Regions from separate parts of the Gossypium hirsutum genome. Here region 1 is linked to region 2. A link is a contact called in public Hi-C data. All regions are on one chromosome and are shown on one strand. The core of a region is the stretch at or near the end of the contact, and the rest is flanking DNA. Distances in the headings are between cores, read along the strand shown.

The links. A called contact is a pair of places that touch in the nucleus more often than the background predicts.
Region 1: a Hi-C map of petal shows a contact between it and region 2, with 4 times the contacts expected there. The contact joins the promoter of LOC107945503 here to the enhancer-like site in region 2. A contact is called at or near these places in 6 of 34 Hi-C or Micro-C datasets (hypocotyl, leaf and petal).

Annotation. Positions count from the first base shown.
Region 1 is chrD12:33,681,355-33,684,467 of Gossypium_hirsutum_v2.1, forward strand. It overlaps LOC107945503, which reads right to left and starts at 1,328. Exons shown (of 9, transcript XM_016879542.2): 1 at 909-1,328; 2 at 674-829. The coding sequence starts at 796.
Region 2 is chrD12:33,412,279-33,415,263 of Gossypium_hirsutum_v2.1, forward strand. It overlaps the pseudogene LOC107945298. Among protein-coding and RNA genes, the nearest start is that of LOC121224724, 31 kb to the left of the region's middle. Within about 2 kb of position 1,598, at least 8 of the 9 cell types and tissues checked have an H3K27ac peak or open chromatin away from gene starts, as enhancers often do. A contact at or near this core is called in hypocotyl and leaf, where this site is marked.

The DNA of each region.
Region 1 (3,113 bases), core at 78-2,577, 270 kb after region 2:
AAATTGCAATCATCCAATTAAATCTTTCCATTAACTGGATTAACTACAGAAAGCATACTATTCAAATTTTACTAGAAAATACAATTTCCATTAAATAATTTCAAGAAAATCTCCTCGGTCAGTGATATAATTTCCATAACCGATTGCTATAACCATACCAAAGACCCGTTAGCCATTAAGAGCACAACCAGTCGAATAGAACAGTGGCCCAAATTCTATTTGATATCTAAATCATAAATTAAATAAATACCCTAAAAGGCATACTGAACTTGAGGGCAACCCGGAGTACATTTTTATCACAACATTGCCACTCTACACTGGTTTTACCACCATGAAAATGAAGCATTTGCATAAACCCAATTATCACAAGATTGACACCATGAAACATTTTTTATCAACATAAATTTCAAAAGTTAGATATCCATATATCTGCTCATCTATTCTATGTACTTAAACATGGGTATGGGGATATGAATCTCGGAATAAAAGGAAAAACTTCAGAAAAAAAATCAAACAAAAGCCTGTTAGACACATAGCTACTCATTCTATAGGAAGCATTTCATCCAAACAATTATAACGCACACATATGTAACATTTATTGCTGAAACAAAGCAAAACAAGAAGTGAAACTATCGAGTTAAAATTAAAAGAGAGAGTAGAAACAGGAAGTTACTTGGAGGATAGTGGTGGCATAGGTAATATAATTCCTCATTCTGCCTTGTGTTGTTAGCCTAATTTCATTTTCGTTTATGGGAATCTCTGCTTTTGGCTTCTCCACCCTCTGATACCTATCCATCTTTCTCAATCGCCTCTTCCCCCACTTTCAAATCTGAAACAAAAATCAATTAAACACACACAAACACACACAAAACCCAATAAAAAGAAACTCTGGGTTTTGTTGGATTTACCTTATCTAAATGCAAATAAAGCAAGAGACTGAAACAGGAACTGAGACCAAACACCTTTATTTTATTGTATTGTATTTTCTTTTTTTTCTGTATATCTATCAGAAGTTTGAATGGGAATAATGGTTCTCGAAGTTGAAGGCTCAGGCGATAAGGTCGGGTAGCTTGAAGCGGTTTTTAATTATCAATAAGTTTAGAGTGGAGATTTTGTATGTTTACGGTACTTTGAGAGAGAGTAGGGCTTTTCTTCACTGTAGTCGCGGTCTTTCCGCCGATTGGACCGCGCTCTCCCATCGCCATTCACTAAGCCTAAAAGCCTCGCTCGCCTGCTTTAGCCCAGCCCATCATTCCTCTTTTCTTTTAAAAATATGTTTTCTTTTAAGATTATCTCCATGTGGAGTTTATGGTTGATATATGCGCTGCAAATCTTTGTATGTTGCAACTGAATTTTAGATATATTGGATTAAAGTACCTTAGACAGGTCATTGTCAAATTTTTGGCAGTTTCTAATTGAGTTGAAATTATTTTTTATTGAAATTATTTTTTTACCCTCCACCGTAATAAATTTGTTAGACATTTCTTGACATCCTTTGGTGTCAAGTATATATATATTTAGGTTTTCGCTATATGCCGTAAAGCTAATTTTATTAATGAATTTAAGAGTTTACTAATTAATGTAAACCTAATTCTAACTAATGTTTTGTATTGATGCTCATATTCATATGTGTCAGAGATTCTTTTTACTAATTAATCTAAATCTAATCCTATTTAAATAGAGTTGACATCTATGGTTGGTGTTTTCTTTATAATTCTTTTTTATATTAGTTATGAATACTCTTTCCTCATTTTGTTTTTTATACCCCAATGAAGTTGTTTATAATTTTAGATGGTGTCGAAAAAATGCGATTTTAGAATTTAATTCCGTAATTAAGTTAGTAAAATTACGAATAGGAGAGATTATATGTTTAAATTGAAAATATATCAGTGGTCGGTAAAGATATTAAATCGAGAAAATCGATAATTATAGTCCAATGACTAAATTAGAAAAATTCAATCACTATTAAATTTTAAATTGGAAAATGCTTGAGGACTTGACTGGCAATTAACCAAAAGACTTAATGGTTATTTAACCATTTATTCTATATGGATAGTCGAAAATGCTGATGACCCGCCCACTTATAATTAATAAAGCTTAACCATTAAATTAATCATTCTTAAAGTTGAAATTTGGGCTAATTAGGTTTGATTAAATAATTAATCAATATATTAGTGGGAAAGAGAAAACTAGGAAGCGAATGCTTAAAGAAGAAAGAAAAATTCTTCGATGTTCTTTAGGCATTCGGTCAAAGATTAATCAAAGTAATTAAGTTGTTTTTTTCTTAAGGATTTTATGAATTTTGAATAATGAGAGTTTGTTTTAGCTAACCTATTTATTGATTTCTTCAATTGTTAGATGTTTAGCAAATTACCATTAAGGTATAATTGATGAATTTAAGCTTGAATTTGAAGAGATTGCTAAGTAGTAAGCTTGGATTATGTTAAGGATTAAGTTGGTAATTAAGTTAAGCTTTATAGATAATTTTATGACATTAGGGACTAAATTGAAAGTTAAGAAATTATGCTATAAATTAAAATTACAAGGTCCCTAATGAAACAATATTAAATTAGATTTTGATTCGATGTTAAATATCGAAAAATATGAATATTTCGGAATAGAGATTAAAATGAATAAAATGCAAACTATTCTTGATTATGTGATGTTCATGTGATTGGGAGAAAACTAATATCGTTTTTATACTTGAATTATTGTATGTAGCTAAAGATGATGTTGAGCTGTCCCGAGATAAAGAAAAGGCTACAGTCATAGACGAATAGCTAATCAAGGTTTGTGCTTCCATGATTTGAATTCAATACATATACATATATTCATATGACTTGTTGCATGCTAGCTTGATTAAGGTAATGTACATACTTGTCTCATGAACTTGGTAAGTATTACATGGTTGGTAACTTGTGAAAGATGTGGTGATATGAAATTATATGAATTCGATTGAGCATGATATAAATTGTTATTATATGAAACTCTGATATGTGATCATGAATATATATATGTTTAGAATATTGGTTACCCTATTAAAGGTCTCGGGCAGAGTCGGGTATAGTTGGCATGGCATAGGACTAGTCTATGGGATTATACTTTGGTTTATA
Region 2 (2,985 bases), core at 348-2,847:
TGAGAGTCCCCATAATCTTACTATGCTTCTTATTTGTTTTTGAATTAAACGTTCCAAACCAGAAATCTTTGTGCTACTGTCAGACTCCATCTCTCAGAAGTCATCTGAGGCATCACAGATGAAACTGGAGAAGAAATTTGGTCAATCTCCTGTTTTTGTGGCTTCCACTCTTCTAGAAAATGGTGGAGGCCCTCGAAATGCAATCCCTCCATCATTACTGAGCGAAGCGATCCAAGTCATAAGTTGCGGTTATGAAGATAAAACAGAATGGGGGAAGGAAGTAAGTAAAATGTTGAAAACGCTATCTGAATATTTAATATGGGCAAGTTTGTGATTTATTTCTCTCTCATAATCATCAAAATTTTGAACCTGCAAATCAGGTTGGCTGGATATATGGCTCTGTGACTGAGGATATCCTGACTGGCTTCAAGATGCATTGTCATGGCTGGCGATCTGTGTACTGTATGCCTAAACAACCTGCTTTTAAGGGTTCAGCTCCTATTAATCTCTCAGATCGTCTACACCAAGTTCTGCGATGGGCTCTTGGATCTGTTGAAATTTTCTTGAGCAGACATTGTCCCATTTGGTATGGATATGGGGGTGGGATGAAATGGTTGGAACGATTTTCCTACATAAACTCGGTCGTATATCCTTGGACCTCTATTCCCTTGCTTGTTTACTGCACCCTTCCGGCTATTTGTCTCCTTACTGGGAAATTTATTGTTCCTGAGGTAAGAACTCATTTTTTGTCTTGTTTTATGCTCTGTACTTGCATTCAAATTGTGCATTTTTACCTGTTTTGAGTTGATATTAAATCATTGATAACTGTTCAAAACCTGAAATTTGTCCATGTGCCCATGCCAGCATCATAATTGAAGCACTAGATGTGCTAGTCATTTGTTGACCCTGCCGTAATATCTTGATCTGGATAATTGAGTTATTTCTTTCCTATCTGTAATAAGTTTTTGTGTACTTTTTAAGTAGCATTTGCACCTGCTAACCTCAGAAGGGAGAGCTAGGGTACTTGTGGCTAGTTTCTTTGACAAGTTTTGGTTTTCATTGTATACAAATGTCTCCACCTATATATGGTGTCTGTTGAATTTTAACTTGTTTAATAGGGCCTTATCTAACTTGTAATTCCGGCTCACTCGCAGATTAGCAACTATGCCGGTGTTGTATTCATGGCTCTCTTTGTATCAATTGCTGTAACTGGTATCCTTGAGATGCAGTGGGGTGGTGTTGGAATCGATGACTGGTGGAGAAATGAGCAGTTCTGGGTGATTGGAGGTGTTTCATCAGATCTTTTCGCCCTCTTTCAGGGATTACTAAAGGTTCTGGCTGGTGTCAGCACAAGCTTCACTGTGACCTCTAAAGCAGCTGATGATGGTGAATTTTCTGAGCTATACCTCTTCAAGTGGACATCCTTGCTAATCCCTCCCACCACCTTGTTGATCATAAACGTAGTTGGTGTCGTGGTTGGAGTCTCAGATGCAATCAATAACGGGTACGATTCCTGGGGCCCCTTGTTTGGGCGACTATTTTTTGCCCTTTGGGTTATTATCCACCTTTATCCCTTCCTCAAAGGTTTACTTGGAAAAGAAGACCGGATGCCAACCATTATTTTGGTGTGGTCAATCCTGCTGGCCTCTATTTTGACTCTTATGTGGGTCCGGATAAACCCATTCGTCTCGAAAGATGGTCCTGTATTAGAAATTTGTGGGTTGAATTGTGATGACTAGGAAGATTCAGATAATGAAGGAGCATTGGCTCATCACTCATCTCACTTGCAACGCCTGTTGCCAAAAGGCTTGTGTTGTGATGGTTGAATGCTTTGAGGATATGTTTTCATGATGAAGATTTGCTTTATCATGAAAGCAATGCACAAAATTTTGGCATTGTATTAGGCAAATTATCGTGTAGGATGGGGCCGGGTTTTGTAGATATTAAGAGGGCTAGAGGCTTGGCTGACCACGTTGTTCTTTGTTTTTTACATACTTTTATTTTATTATTGATTCTTTTAGAATATTTTGACTTAAAAATTCCTGGCCAGTGTGGTGGGGTGTCTCAAAATTTATTCCTACTTTTTTTTTCTTTTTGAATCCTCGTCTCAATTGTTATATTGTTTGGTATGGACTTGGCAGTTTGTTCAATGTAACTCTCATAATTTATTATTAATAATAATATGAAATTTTATTTGTTTTTAGATGTCAATTATCAAATGCTATGTAATAAATATAATTTCTATTTAATATATAAACTCTCAATAATAATTAAAATTGTCGGACAATTTGTTGTAAATCCTCGGACATAGTGATTGCTATTGCTTTTACTAGAAATGAGTCCTTATTGAGGTTGTCATACATATATATATTTTTAAAATTTTAAATTCAATTGAAAATAAATATTGAACAATTTAGTCATATATGTGTGTTAATTTAAGGTTGTGTTTGGTTTTCATTGTTGATTTTAGGGTTATTTGTGAGATGAGTTTGAATTCAAATTTTTCTTTTTTCTTAAAAAATTGAATTTTTAAAAATAGAAAAATTGTATTTACGAACTTTCTTCCCCTCGCTTGAACTAATTTTGTAACAATGCAATTTGGGAAATTAAATAATTATTATGCAGCGTTAAAACGGTAACACAAGAAAGTAGCATAGAACTGCCATATTCCAATTAATTTAATACATTATTTTTCTTTCACATCATATGTACAATTGGTAAAGAAAGATCATGAATGATATGAAAAAAAAAAGATAATTGTGTTTATTTTTAATTAGTAGGGACCATATATGATGTGATAAGAAAGATTTATAAATTATTTTTTTCTAAATATATTTATTTTGCATCAAATGCTCCATTTGTTTCACTAAAAATAATTCTTGAAAAACGTTTTTTCTTTTTATATTTTCTTGTGTTTGTTTTATGAAAAACAAATTGTTCAATGAAAAATGATTACATGTCAACGAAAAATAAGCTTTTGTAAAA